Regions from separate parts of the Mus musculus genome. Here regions 1, 2, 3 and 5 are each linked to region 4. The links are chromatin contacts, called in public promoter capture Hi-C maps. All regions are on one chromosome and are shown on one strand. Each heading gives the region's core, a stretch centred on a gene start, on an enhancer-like site or on the middle of the called end of the contact. The rest is flanking DNA. Distances are from core to core; before and after follow the strand shown.

Region 1 (2,700 bases), core at 174-2,673, 180 kb before region 4:
GTTTCTTTGCAATTATTCTAGAATTCGTGTTCTTGGAATTTTTTTTGACAATTGTATACTTATCATTTGCTTACTTTCCTAGAGAAATAGCTTTTCATAGTTCACAGTAGAAGCTTCGGATTAGTCCTGTAAGTTTCTTTACTGTGCTTTTCTCCCTGGCTGTCGTCTCTTGGCATTTTTGTTCTGTTTCCTGCAAGAGTTCTTCAATTTACCTTCTACAATTCCACCATTCATTTCTAAGAGTTGCTGTTCTCTGTACTTCTTTATTATTCCATTGGTAGAATTCTCCTGTTCTTGTTTCATGAATGCATCTTTTATTTCTATTTGTCTGTCTGTCTCCTTCCTTCCTTCCTTCCTTCCTTCCTTCCTTCCTTCCTTCCTTCCTTCCTTCCTTCCTTTTGTTTCTCAAGATAGAGTTTCTCACTTTTAGTTCTGGTGTCCTGGAACTCACCCTGTAGACCAGGCTGGTCTTAAATTTACAGAGACCTGCCTGCCTCCCGAGTGCTCGGATTACAGGCATACATTTTGTGAGTCTGTATGGTTGTGCAGGACCATGCTAATCCTCACTGTGTGAGTTCAATTTTTGTACATGTGCTACTTAAGCAAGCCAAGCTTTTCTAATTCTTAAGATAAAAACTAGCCGGGCGGGGTGGCCCACGCCTTTAATCCCAGCACTCGAGAGGCAGAGGCAGGCGGATTTCTGAGTTCGAGGCCAGCCTAGTCTACAGAGTGAGTTCCAGGACAGCCAAGGGCTATACAGAGACACCCTGTCTTGGAAAGAAAAAAAAAAAAGATAAAAACTTTTAGGGACCATGAATTAAATAGTAAAGTGTTCACTGCTTGTGGAGACCTGAGTTCAGATCCCTTGCTCAAGGTAAAAAAGTGGGGCCACGTGCTACACCTTGTAATCCTAGCACTGGGGAAGCAAAAGCTGGCAAATCCTGGGGCTTCCTGGCCACCAGCCTAGCCTGCTCCTCAAGGCCCAGGACTTGATTGACCACCAGGTCTTAAAAACCTGAGAAACACTACCCCAACACACACACACACACACACACACACACACACTAGTGCACTTGTACACACAAACAACTCTTTGTCTTCTAGCATTGTTTCTTATTTATGTTTTAGGCCCCTAGTCATCAGGGGGAAGTGGGATTGGCTGAGGCTGAGAATGGATTGGGTGGGGATGTGAGCTGGGAATGGATTGGGTGGAATGGATTGGGTGGGGGTGTGAGCTGGGAATGGATTGGGTGGAATGGATTGGGTGGGGGTGTGAGCTGGGAATGGATTGGGTGGAATGGATTGGGTGGAATGGATTGGGTGGAATGGATTGGGTGGGGGTTCGAGCATGTGTGCACAGGAGATGAACTGGAACCTGTAGCTGTTTGATTCAGCAAAATTGAGAGGCCTTGTGGTAACCGGAAGTTGAGTCATAGTAGAGACTTATTGAAGTGGAAGTGTCCCAGAAAACCCATGGTTGTTCTGTGGTTGATGAACGGCACGAATCATTTGGGAATTGATTAGAGAAAAACTCATTTTTCCTTATGTGGAACTGGATCTGCACAGACAAATGGATTGCACTTCCATGTAGCTAGTAAACTCAAAAACATATTCAAAGAAATTTCAAGGCTTACCTAGCCTCTTTTAAAAAATACATTCAACTGTAAATAAAGCTTTTAAGATAAAAAAATGGATTTGTTGATTTTATTTTCGTGTGTGAGCATTTGCTTGTGTGTACATGTGCACCATGGGTATTCCTGGTGCCCACAGAGGTCAGAAGAGGGTGCCAGATCCATTGCGACTGTAGTTAAGGATGGTTGTAAGCCACCATGTGGGTATTGGAAGTGGCACCCAAGTCCCTCTAAAAGGCAGTAAGTGCGTTCATTGCTGAGCCATCTGCAGCCCTACATTGTCTCCCATCTTTATTCTAGTTTGTTTATTTCATTTATTGCTAGTGGTCTGGCTTTTTTTTTTTTTTTTTTTTTTTCGAGACAGGGTTTCTCTGTATAGCCCTGGCTGTCCTGGAACTCGCTTTGTAGACCAGGCTGGCCTTGAACTCAGAAATCCGCCTGCCTCTGCCTCCCAAGTGCTGGGATCAAAGGCGTGCTCCATCACTGCCGGGCTTAAGCTTTGATTCTTAAGACAGAGTTTGACTGTGTCGCTCTGTAGACTAGACTGGCCTCAAACTTGCTGAGATCTGCCTGCTGCAATTAAAGGCATATAACACCATGCCCAGTCTTTTATATTATATTTTGAGAAAGGCTCTTTCTACTTAGCCCAGGTTGGCCTGTGATTTATAACCTTCCTACCTCCATCTCTCAACTTCTGGAATTTACAGGTGCCTACCACCAGCATGGTTGTCAGTAGAAATTTCTCTTTCTTTTTCCCAGTGCTGGAGACTGAATTCAGGGCTTCACAGGAGTGAATAAGCACTGTGCCAGTGAGCTTTGTTGCCAGTCCTGGAACACTGTTCTTCACCGGCAGGAGAGTGGAAGGGGTGAGTTACTCTAGATTTCACCTCTACCCTGTACCTTTCCTGCCTACCATCAACTTCCTGTTTCAGATAACACTGCCGTATGCCTTTGTGTAATACGCTATGTTACTTTAAAAAAATTATTATTAATTATTATTGTAAGTGTACGGGTGTTTTGACTACATATATTTCTGTGCACCACATGCATGACTGGTGTCTACAGAGGC
Region 2 (2,700 bases), core at 158-2,657, 130 kb before region 4:
GTGGGACTGAGTAACTGCTAGATCCTTGGACTTCCATTCACAGCTGCGACTGAATCATTGTTGGGAATTGGGCTGCCGACTGTAAGTCATCAATAAATTACTATCTAGAGACTATCCATAAGTTCTGTGACTCTAGGGAACCCTGACTAATACATCTACTAATGGACATTTTGCGTTAATAGAAATTCAGTCTTCGTGCTTTCCATTTGAACATCAAACTATTGGTGTGCCTCAGGGAGCTACATTTACAGACTTCACGGAAAATTTCTTGGTCTGAGTTAAAAAACAAAATAACTTTGACATAAAATGTACCTGTTACGGCTGATTGCCAGGGACCCAGCCTATGCCAGTGTGTGCTTTGCCAGCAGGGTGACTTAAGTCCTAAAGCTATCTAGCTGTGGTTAGTGTTAAAAGCTAACAAGGGACATAATTTCACTGCTACTATGTACTAACGTGACCAACATTATCATTAATTAACGTCAGAACAAGGTATTACCACTTGCTCATCAGAATGGCTAAAACTGAGACTAAGCATACAAAGTGGTGGCCAGATGAGCAATGTCATTTCCTGTATTGATCCTGGAAATACAAACTGCTACAACCACCTTGGAAAGTCACATGGCTATGCCTTGGAGTTAAGCAAGCATCCCACAACCCAGAGAATCTTTAGATGTTCATAAAAACTAGGAGAGTAAAACTTGGTATAGCATTTCTAGAAGTAATCAGAGTATAGCTAAAATGTTAACATGGTTTATTATCCAGAGTAAATAATTTTTGTTCTGTTCTGTTTTGGTTTTGAGACAGGGTTTCTCAGTGTATCTCTGGCAGTTCTGGAACTCACTCTGTAGACCAGACTGACCTTCAGCTCAGATCTACCTGCCTCTGTTTCCTGTGTGCTGGGATTAAACAGAATGCCTGGCCCCAAATTAAGTGGTTTTGGTTTTGGGGGCGGGGGGAGGCTTGCTAGATGATTCCATGGATGAAGGAGTTTGCCAAGCAAGGCCGCCTGAACTCTATCCTCAGAACGCACAGAAAGGTAGAAGGCTTCTGGCTTTCATCCCTGCACCATAGGCGCACACTCCCTCCACATGTGCAAATAATAAAACTTTAAAATGTTTAAGTGTGTCTTGCGAGTCCTAATGAAGCCATGGTTCTAAACCCAAGGTGTCCCCCATGGCTGAAACTTACAAAGGCAGTGTCTACATCTGAGGAAAATGTATTCCTGGTTTCTCCAAGCCAGCCTGCTTTTCAGGAGAGGCACATTCTCCAGCAGTAGCACATGAGTGTGACCCTTCCTGCTCTGGGCATCCTTTTCTCCATCTGACTTTGCTGTTAATGGATGTGAAGTGAATCTGTTTCAGTTTCCATTTTGGATTTCCCCTAGTGTGAACCATCTGTTTATAACTCTGCCTGCTCCTCTGTTGGGTTTCCTCTTTTTAAAAGCAGAGCTTCTTCATTCCTATTACAATAGTGAATAATATACTTTGTAGTTTTCCTGCTGCAAATGCTAATATGGTGGTTTCTGTTTCTGTTCCTTTTTAAGGGGACACAAGCTGTTAATATGCTGTCAGAGTAATAAATTAATCTTTGCTTTCAGTCCAGATGTCCGAGCATTCCTTCAAATGGACAGCCCAAGACATCAGTCAGATCCATCTGAAGATGAGGATGAAAGAAGTACTTCGAAGGTAGCAGGGGCGCCGTGCTTGACACTCACAGCCTCAGTGATGTGTTTAACTCAGACATGTGGTCTTACTTCAGAGCAGCATTAATGCAGAAACAAGGGATCGTGTCTGCACTAGGTTGTCTACACTGTATCATACCTAAAAACAATGACACCATTTACACACTACTACTCACCCCTCCTTTTTCTTTCCATGTGCATTGTGTGTGCTGTTGTATGGTGCATACATGTGGACATACATGTGGAAGAACATGTGAATGGAGGTCTGAGGTTGATATTGGCACATTTTACTCAATGAAGCAGGACCTGATAGTCAAACATATACCCCACCAACATGGCTGGTCTTGCCAGGCAGCTAGCTTGCTTTGGGGAGTCCTGTCCCCACCCTTGAGGCTGGAATTACAGGCCAGCTGCCGTGCCTACCTGGCATTTATGTGGGTTCTGTGGATCCAAACTGGTCCTCTTGCTTGTGTGCCAAGTGCTTTAACTACTGAGCCCTGATCACTGTCTCTATGTATAAAATACATAGAACTTGTACTTTGAAGTAAAAAGCATAATGCAGGTTGTTCTTAATATTGAAATTAAGTAGAATAAGCTTATTTTTGGAAGTTACTTTTAATATTCACTTTTGGGTCATGTAAGAAAGAAAAAATAAAAATGTAAATCAGGGTATTATATGTAATAATTAGAACTACAGTAGTACTGTGTCACCTGGAAATTATAAGTCTGAAGTAGATTTCAGTAAAAATATGGTAATCTTACATGGAATGTGATTATATTGCTGTAGAGGTGTGTGTGCCACATATACATAAGTTATTTATTTTCTTGAATATATAAAGAACTTCAAAGTGGATTTGTGGGAAGCGAATTTCACTTATAGTTGGCTTTTGAGAAAGTGTCTACTGTGGGGTGGGTTTGAAGCTCAGGGGCAGAATACTTGCCCAGAGGCCCTGCTTTAATCCTTTGTAACCCAAGAGGAAACAGATGCTGTCTATGACAGGACCGCTAGATTCAACTTA
Region 3 (2,747 bases), core at 171-2,670, 210 kb before region 4:
CCCCGCCCCACGTTCTTTATAGTGGTAAGACAAATTTATCCTGGAAACACTAAAATGGTTTCCATCTGTTTTTTTTTTTTTCCCTAACGTCAAAATGTGGTGATAGTTAGGTATTTATCTTTTAATCGAGAATGATGTCATTCCCTTAGTGTTTATTGACATAAAATTTCCTTTTGTCCAAGAGCATTTCTTCAGTATTATGAATATGGCTTTAATTAGCAGATACACTGATCACTTGTTTTTTTGTCACAGAGAAGATGTGTGCTTTATTGTGTGTATTGCTTTGTAAGCAGATCATAGTGGAACATATAAATGACTGCTGCAATATGTTGGGCTCTATGAACTGTATTTTCTTGTCCATTTCCCAAAGCCATGGAGAATCGCTGTTAAGAAAGTCCTGTGAGAATAATAGGTTTCACAGTATAAAAGAATTTGGGTTCACAACCTATTTTAAGGACAAGGCCATATTGCAGCATGGATAGTACAAATAACTTTTCTTACATTTATTCATGAGGCTAAATCTTCTGAGTATCGTTCTAAAATATAAAGAGTTCTTTGAATTTACGGAACTCACTCATTCATCTCAGTTCCTCTATTTGTTCATAGATTTGTGGCAAATTTTCTGGAACCATATGATTCAAAGGGTAGATTAATGTAAAATATGAAGCATGCCATGCAGACAGAAATCCTTTAAACAGTTGTGTGGGTCTACTTTCACGTGGTATCAGATAAAACCTAAACTACAGTGGTGGTGTGGCTCTCTAGTTCAAAATTTTAACTCTACTCCACAACCATTGAATCGTGTAATTCTTAGTTCCCCATTCACAGAACGGGTTTTTAAAAACGCAGCTTCTGTAGTTAAATGGACAAGCACCAGCAGTAGAGTGTGTTGGGTAGTTTAAAAATAACAAACAAAAATAATCCATAGATCTAAAATGATCAAGAGAAACGCATATTATCTGTACATAGCATCTATCTGCCAATTTGTGAGAGCCCTCGCTCATCCATAAACACTGGTCAAAAAAAAAAAAAAAAATCAATCTGCTGACGTGGGAAAAAGTGTAGAAAACTGCCCAGAAAAAGCTAAAGGAAGCACAGTGGGCTCTCCAGATCGTCCGAATACTTATTTGGCTTCTGCAGCGTCCAGCTTGCAGGAAGCCGCAGCCCCCAGCCCTCTGCCACCGCCCGGGTCCGCTCTGCCGCCCGGGCTCCCGAGTGGGCCAAGGTCACCCTCGCCGCGGACCTCGCGCATCCCGTCAGCTGAGCGCAGGAGTCCGGCGGCGTCTCCTCCTGAACTTTGCACCCCGCGTGACGGGCGAGCGCGGGTAGCCGAGCGGTCCCGCCATCCGCGCGGGTCCCGGCCGACCCCGCCGTCCCCTCGCGCCGCCCGCCCGCCCGCCCGCCGCCCGGCGCTTCGCGGGAGGAGCCGCCGTGACGCGTCAGGGAGGAAACGCCGGCGCCCGGCCGCGCCGCCGGGAAGAAGAAACTGCCAGCGCTCTGGGCTCCGCGCCCGGGCGCCCGGACGCCGCACAGCCGGGTAGGTGCGGGGCGGGTGCGCCGGTCTGCGTGCCGGGGTCCCGGCCGGGCTCTCTCGGGCGCCGGGGTCCCGCCGCGGCCCGGCGCGGTCTTTGTGTGCTCCGGGAGAGCTCAGCGCCGTGGCGTGGGGCTCCCTCGCGCGGGGGAGCGCGGGCGGCTCGCCCGGCCCCCCGAGCGGGGCAGCGGGTGGCGAGGACCCGGGAGCCCACCTGACGCGGGATGGGGTTCTGCGCGGACCCGCCGGGGCGACGGTGTGAAGTGGTCGGCAGGGCTAGATCGCGTCGCCACTCTTTTTCAAGTTCTCAGACTCGAACCCTTCGGTCTGTTTTCGCTCGGTCGATTCTCACGGTTCAAGCACCGACGAATGCCGCCTTAAAGCGCGCTGAGGTTTTCGGTTCTAGGGCGCGCTTAGGGATGGTTCTTTGGACCGGTAGAAAAGAGAAGGGATTCGCCTCTTGAAACAAAGGTCTTTGACTTAATGTTGCACCGAATGCCTGGTTGAACTGCAGTTCTGCAGGCAGAGACTATGCTGGATGCACTTAGGATTCGAGAATAAACACAGAAGAAGAAAGAGAGAGAGAGAGAGGGGGAGAGAGAGAGAGAGAGAGAGAGAGAAAGAGAGAGGAAAACAAAACAACAAAACCCCAAAAACGCCTCTTGGGTAGAGTCTTGCCCTTCTCACTAGATTGTTTACCTAACAGGCCTGGAAAGTGCCTGCTTTATTTAGCAAACACAGCTCATACTATGAACTGCTCTGTTTCCTAAGTGCTTTATAAATATTACCTCAAATTCTTAACTCAAAATGATAAGTTATTTGTGGTTGTAGCCACGAAGAGGCCATGCATACTCTAGTTCCCCAATGTTATAGAAAGAGCTGGAAACATTAGAGGAAGTTTCAGACATATTTTAGGAATGGGTGTGCCTTCTGCCCCCTTAGGCTACCACTCCCTTAAGGCAAGTTCTTACCCTTCATTCCCCGTAGGATTCAGGCGTGGAGAGATGGGACCTGTTGCTGGCAGGTCTCAGGCCAGATCCCATGTAACTTCAGAAAGGTGGACTCTCTGATTCCAAGTCTGACAACTCAGACATCAGAAGTTCCCTTTCTTTACACTGCCACTGGACTGAACCTAGTTTTGTTTTTATAGGGAGCTTTGTTTTCAATATGTTTGACAATTTATATGACGTGGCTCAGATGGGAGCATCAGATTAAA
Region 4 (2,773 bases), core at 245-2,744:
ACTTATGCATATTCCTATTAGATAATAAATTCTGTCATTGATTGTCATTGATCTTTTCCCAGCCCTGGACTTGTCTTTGCTATTTTCTTGTTTCATTTGTTTTTAACAGTGAAAACGTTTTTTGTTTTCCTTGAATAGGAAAGGGCTTTTAACAAGGGAAGCAGTCAGCAGACAGGCAGGTAGGCAGAACAGTGGGCAGGCAACCTGCTGTGATTTCAAGTGTCTTTAACTTAAAATAGTCAATGTGCCAGAGCAGCATATTTGAGAGTGGTTTTTTTGTTGTTGTTTTGAGACAGGGTTTCTTTGTATAGCCCTGGCTGTCCTGGAACTCATTTTGTAGACCAGGCTGACCTCGAACTCAGAAATCCGCCTGCCTCTGCCTCCCGAGTGCTGGGATTAAAGGCGTGCGCCACCACCGCCCGGCAAGAGAGTAGTATATTTTTAATTATTTCACCACAGATGAATTCTGTATAAAAACTGGTGCCTCTGTAAAGAAAGGAGGCAGCTGAGCTGGTGGCACTCATATAACCCCAGAATTTAGGAGGTAGAAGAAGGAAGTTCAAGGGCAGCTTTGGCTACAAGTGAGTATTAGGGTATTTTGGGCTACATGAGACTTTTTGGAAAAGAAGAGACAAGCTGAAAATATTTTTAAATCAAGAGAAGGCCAAGGAATGTAATCAGTAAGCTATAGGAAAAATACCCAGGGGTTTGAATGTGGAAAGGGAGAGACTCACCATAACCCACAACATAAAATATTAAATAATAAACTGCTTGGGAGTTCATGAAAATTGTTTTGTCAAAACACCACCATTCTTTTCATCAAGAAAGCACCAACTCTAACTTTACTGTAGTGTAGTTTCATTGTTTTAGAGAAATAATAAGCCCCAGAGGGCTTAAACTGCACTTAGTTGAACTTGTGTACATTTTAGAACATTATAATAAAAGCAATAAGGTCAACACTTGTAGGAGTGTCCTTGATTTTCTCAGAAGAGAAGTCATTTTCCATAATATCTCCTATTGGATACAACTGCTGGGACTCATCTTCCCAGAAACCAGAGGGAAAGGCTCTGGGAATGGGTCCTCTGCTGATTATCACCTCTAGGCTCCTTGCAGACTGGGTAGGACAGACAGTTTCAGAGTTTGGTTTCTACCTACATTTCTTCTTAGGCCTTAGCTCAGTGGCTTCCAGATTCTCTAAGTGGGGCTTCAGCCCTCCAGACTTTTCAAAGCCTGGGCCCCGCTCCCTCGCCCCCTCCACCCTCCGGCTTCTAGAGAGCTTCCAGCCTTGCCTGCTGGTCCGAACTAGTCTTCTAAAGTGTGTCTGCTATTCTAGCTGTTTAGGGACAGGGCTCAGGGACCTGCACTTTAACCGGTATTAAGAGTCTGCGTGCACGAACATTCCTGGCTAGGCTTTTCGGGGGGCTTCTCACCGCTCTGTCCAGTCGGGTCTGTAACTGGTTTGGTCAGTGTCCTTGTGCCAGGCTCCTCCAAAGCCAGCGGCGGTTGCCAGGCGACCAAATGCTCCAAACGCCCAGGCAGATTAAGTCTCGTGACGTCAGGGAAGCCCGCAGGGCCCGCCTTGAGTCTGGCTCTTTGTGACAGGGACGCCAGAGAGTTGGTGTTGTGCACTGGTGGTCCCGAAAAAGACCAGTTAGTTTGGGCAGAATAAGATTTGCAGGCTATCGTTTCCCTCTCCATCACCTTTGATTATTTTAGTGTCCGGTAACCACACCTGCCCCTGTATAGACCCAAAGGAATAGCCTGTAGGTACAGCCAGAACTCCACATTCATTGCTAGGATAAAACCCAAACTTGGGTTGATAGTCACGGCACTCCTCGCAGCTTGCCGCTTCCTGTCTTATTCAGGATTCTCGGGTTCCGATATGCTCTGTTCCATTCTCCAGCTTTTGGGGTATCAATAGCACGTTTTCTTTCCTCTTTTGTTTTGTTTTTGTTTTTGTTGTCTTTTGAGACAGGGTTTTTCTGTGTAGCTCTGTCTGTCCTGGAACTTGGGCTGACCTCGAACTCTGACATCAATCCACTACCTCTGTTAGGATGAAAGGCACGAGCCACTGCCATCTGTTTTTTGTTTGTTTGTTTGTTTTTAGTTTATTCATCCCACTCACCATCACCGCCGCCGCCACCACCACCTGCCCCGCACGCTCCCAGTCACAAAAATATGGAATGTTTCACAAATTTGTGTGTCATATTTGTGCAGAGGCCGTGCAAATCTCTGTATTGTTCCACTTTTAGTACATATGCTGCCGAAGTGATCACCCCTCTTACGTTTTATTCCCTCTTTATCTCAGCTTAGATCAGGGTAAACTTTCAGAAAGCCTTACTGTTGCATTTTGTTAGTTTCTGTTTTCCTCAACAACTAATATGAAGTTCTTTAGCATAACAAGGATCTGCCTTTGTAAAAGAAAAAGAAAGAAAGAGCGAAAGAAAGAAAAGAACTGAGGACAGCATTCTTTTCTCTCACCATTGTCAGTGGGTAGGCAAATGCTGTGTATACCTAATGCGGTGTATACCAGTACTTGCTTGACAAATGTTTGTAAAATAAATAACAGGAATGAAAGATAAGAAGGACAACACTTAGTACAAGAAACCATCATTCACAGTGAAAAGGACTCTCGGGATATAGTGCATACCTTTAATCTCAGCGCTATGGAGGCAGAGGCAGGTGGATCTTTGTGAGTCTATAAACAGCCAGGGCTGAACCTCAACTTGAAAATCCATTTAAAAACAAAACAAAACAAACCCCCAACTCATTG
Region 5 (2,700 bases), core at 120-2,619, 220 kb after region 4:
TAACCTATCTGGACCCCTTACTTTAGCATAAAGTTAGTTTGTCCCCTTTCAAAAATGTTTTTCAAAAATCACTTTTAACCATTTTCATTTCTTGCAAAGTTGAGCTGCTCTGGTCCAGGGCTATAAACAAAAGGGTAAGCATCACAAATTTATCTGTGTTAAATGTTCTGGCTTCTCCCTTAACAATTCTCTTATTGATGGATGCACTAGACCTACCAAACCTACCGCAAACAAATCGTTATCTGCCTACAATGGTTTTATAGGTATTGTTTGGGATTTGCCCTGCTGTGGCTTCATTACACTAGACCTCTTCTGTCTGAACTATAAATCACAACTGAAGCTTGAGAACAGCTGCCACTGTCCAGACATGTGGCTGGTGGGTGTCATTGTCTTTCTCTTTTCTCTCATTTCACACACACCCCTTTCTGTGTTACCTAAAGTCAATTTATCTAAAGGTTCTTTCCTTCCACATTTCCACACAGACACGGCCACCGCCACCCCCTTAACCTCTAGTCTTGTTCTTCCAGGTCAGCCCAGTAGGTTACATTACTACTCTTTTTTCCTGTAGCTGGGGCAGAGAGATGGCAAACTCGAGGCACCTTTTGCAACCCCCTTTCTCGAGACTGTCAACGAGGGAACAACTTCAACCTTTCTTCCCAAAGTACCACGCCAAATCATAAAGTTATTGTAATTGCAATACGGAACCCTCCCCCACGCTCAGTCTCGTCAGATCGGCCCCACCTCAATTTCTAAGCTAATAAACAACAGCTCATCTTCTGCTCCATCACAAAGGATGACATTCTGTCCGCACCGCAGGGGCCACCAACAACCCTCCCCCCATCCCGTCCTGTGGACCACTCGAAGCCAGGTGCCTCGCGATCCGTAACCATCTCGAGTTCCAGGGGCCCCGGCTGGCCGCCTATCCTCCTCCACTCAGCCGGTGCCCCGCGTCCAGCCGAGTTGCTGTCAACTCCAGTCGGGCGGCCAGCAGGGCTCCCCGGACGAGCCGCCCGCCACGCCGCCCACCTCTCGCGGCCGGCACCCCGCGCCGCGGCCTCCTCCGGGCTCACCTAGGGCCACCTCGCACGCTTTGCGCAGCTGGGAGTGATGCGCCTTCTTCACTTCCTTGTCGGCCAGAATCTTCTCCAGGGCCCGGGTCAGGAACATGTTCTTCGTCTTCTTGCCCTCATACATGGACGCGGAGGAGGCGGCGGCGGCGGCGGTCCCGGCGGCTGGAGGGAAGGCGGAGGAGGGGGACGGGGACCGGGATGAGGACGGGGAGGGAGAAAGGCGAGGAGGTGGCGGTGGGGGCGAGGAGGCGTGGAGGGCAGCGGCGGCACCAGGAAGCGGCCGGCGACGCGGAGCGGCCGCGGGGCCGCCAAGGGCGTCGAAAGCCTCGCCACGCTCGAGGGGCCGCCGTTCGAGGGCCGCGCCCGTCCGGCCTCGGCGCCGTCGGCCCGGGGGTCGCTTCCCGGCCGCCCGCCTCACTCGTCCCTACGGCCCGGCGGCGGCGGCACTCGGCCCGGGCGGCCGTCTTCCCGGGGCCGAGGGCCTAGGTGGCGGCGCCTCACACTGCCAGCAGGCGCGAGGCTGCCCTAGCTACCGTGGGGACCAGCATCCGCCGCAGCCGCCGACTGGCCTCCATCACCGCCGACCTGCCCCGGACGCCATGTTGAGAGGAAACGACGCGTCACGCAGCGGCCGAACGGCTGCGGAGAGGAAGCGGCGGCGGCGGCGGTGCCAGCGCCAGCCCAGAGCTGCCGCGGCGCCGAGAGGCAAGGGGCGGAGGGCGGCGCGGGAGGAGCGGCCGGAGCTGCAACTCTACGGCGGCCCGGCGGGGACTCGCCGCCTCCCGCGTTCGCCTGCAGGGCAGCGTGGGGCGTGGCGGGCGTCCTGCTGCGCGGCACGGCGTGGCGCGGGGCTTCTGCTCTTGCGGGCTACTGGGATGCGTGATCGGAGCACAGGGGCGCTCCCAAGGCCGGGACGACAGGACCCCTGCCTACCGTGCACGGGCTTCCCCAACTTTCTGGACAGCCGGTCGCCGGGGAGCAAAGTTCCTCGCGGTCCTAGGGCCACAGGAACACCCGCGTCGCTCCCTCAGGCGCACCTGGTTTCCGCCTGCCACACGGGGTCTAAATTTCCTTCTCAGGTGTAGGAAATTGCTATCCTTGACCGATACTTTCAATTACTTCAAGATGGATCTCTTTTGCAAAACGTAAGCTAAAAACCACTGGGCGAAGATTCAGGAATATTTTCACTTTTTAAATCTCTCAATAGGGTAAATCAGTAAACCCTAGGTTTCATGCCCTTTTCTGATTGACACTGAAGTTAAGGTGAGTGCTTCTGACTCAGGTACCGCACAGAGCCCTCCCGTTCTCTACCTTTAATCCGGAGTTTTCAGAATGGAAAAGCTTTAAGAACAGATACTCCTGACCATACTGTGCCTGCTTTAATGCCACAGAACTCAAATTTCCGCATTGCTTCTGAGAGAAAACGTTAAGAATCCCATGAAATAAATGCAGCCGGTTTACAGGGGGTTCCATGCTATTGCGTGTCTCCAGCAACATGGGATCCCGGTTAGGATACAGCTTTTGCTTTCTTTTCCTTAGAGTGTGTTAGCTGTGGATTTATATTAATGCAGCAATCAGAATCCAAAGGTGTGAACGCTGCAAAGTGACAAGACTTGAGACGTATGAAAAG

What was found. Promoter capture Hi-C pulls out the DNA fragments that hold promoters and counts their contacts. Capture Hi-C pulls out chosen DNA fragments and counts their contacts.
Region 1: a promoter capture Hi-C map of hematopoietic stem and progenitor cells shows a contact between it and region 4. The contact joins the enhancer-like site here to the promoter of Ppp1r42 in region 4. A contact is called at or near these places in 7 of 39 promoter capture datasets (the C10 cell line, cranial neural crest, hematopoietic stem and progenitor cells and 4 more), 2 of 15 datasets of contacts at CTCF or cohesin (large pre-B cells and pro-B cells), 4 of 115 datasets of contacts at active chromatin or transcription factors (the 230-238 cell line, bone marrow-derived macrophages and embryonic stem cells) and 5 of 9 other capture datasets (adipose tissue, embryonic stem cells, liver and 2 more).
Region 2: a contact with region 4 is called in a promoter capture Hi-C map of hematopoietic stem and progenitor cells. The contact joins the enhancer-like site here to the promoter of Ppp1r42 in region 4. A contact is called at or near these places in 4 of 39 promoter capture datasets (the C10 cell line, hematopoietic stem and progenitor cells and liver), 6 of 484 Hi-C or Micro-C datasets (the AML12 cell line, bone marrow-derived DN2 thymocytes, bone marrow-derived dendritic cells and 2 more), 1 of 115 datasets of contacts at active chromatin or transcription factors (embryonic stem cells) and 3 of 9 other capture datasets (adipose tissue, liver and pancreatic islet).
Region 3: a promoter capture Hi-C map of adipose tissue shows a contact between it and region 4. The contact joins the promoter of Sgk3 here to the promoter of Ppp1r42 in region 4. A contact is called at or near these places in 21 of 39 promoter capture datasets (the 3T3-L1 cell line, 3T3-L1-derived adipocytes, the C10 cell line and 14 more), 1 of 15 datasets of contacts at CTCF or cohesin (large pre-B cells), 11 of 484 Hi-C or Micro-C datasets (the AML12 cell line, the BV-2 cell line, the MNK3 cell line and 7 more), 12 of 115 datasets of contacts at active chromatin or transcription factors (acute myeloid leukemia, astrocytes, bone marrow-derived macrophages and 8 more) and 5 of 9 other capture datasets (adipose tissue, embryonic stem cells, liver and 2 more).
Region 5: a contact with region 4 is called in a promoter capture Hi-C map of pancreatic islet. The contact joins the promoter of Arfgef1 here to the promoter of Ppp1r42 in region 4. A contact is called at or near these places in 2 of 39 promoter capture datasets (pre-B cells and stem cell-derived epiblast-like cells) and 2 of 9 other capture datasets (liver and pancreatic islet).

Annotation. Positions count from the first base shown.
Region 1 is chr1:9,824,623-9,827,322 of GRCm38.p6, forward strand. Sgk3 (serum/glucocorticoid regulated kinase 3) reads left to right here. Exons shown (of 18, transcript NM_133220.2): 2 at 2,391-2,497. Among named protein-coding and RNA genes, the nearest start is that of Sgk3, 28 kb to the left of the region's middle. Within about 2 kb of position 1,424, at least 23 of the 459 cell types and tissues checked have an H3K27ac peak or open chromatin away from gene starts, as enhancers often do. A contact at or near this core is called in bone marrow-derived macrophages and hematopoietic stem and progenitor cells, where this site is marked.
Region 2 is chr1:9,875,569-9,878,268 of GRCm38.p6, forward strand. Sgk3 (serum/glucocorticoid regulated kinase 3) reads left to right here. Exons shown (of 18, transcript NM_133220.2): 7 at 1,598-1,685. Among named protein-coding and RNA genes, the nearest start is that of Mcmdc2, 32 kb to the right of the region's middle. Within about 2 kb of position 1,408, at least 66 of the 459 cell types and tissues checked have an H3K27ac peak or open chromatin away from gene starts, as enhancers often do. A contact at or near this core is called in adipose tissue, bone marrow-derived dendritic cells and hematopoietic stem and progenitor cells, where this site is marked.
Region 3 is chr1:9,796,710-9,799,456 of GRCm38.p6, forward strand. It overlaps Sgk3 (serum/glucocorticoid regulated kinase 3), which reads left to right and starts at 1,421. Exons shown (of 18, transcript NM_133220.2): 1 at 1,421-1,537.
Region 4 is chr1:10,007,642-10,010,414 of GRCm38.p6, forward strand. Ppp1r42 (protein phosphatase 1, regulatory subunit 42) reads right to left here and starts at 1,495. Exons shown (of 9, transcript NM_145692.2): 1 at 1,431-1,495. It overlaps LOC115487608 (a small nuclear RNA gene), which reads right to left and starts at 2,276; the gene lies at 2,173-2,276.
Region 5 is chr1:10,231,301-10,234,000 of GRCm38.p6, forward strand. Arfgef1 (ADP-ribosylation factor guanine nucleotide-exchange factor 1(brefeldin A-inhibited)) reads right to left here and starts at 1,370. Exons shown (of 38, transcript NM_001102430.1): 1 at 1,071-1,370. The coding sequence starts at 1,194.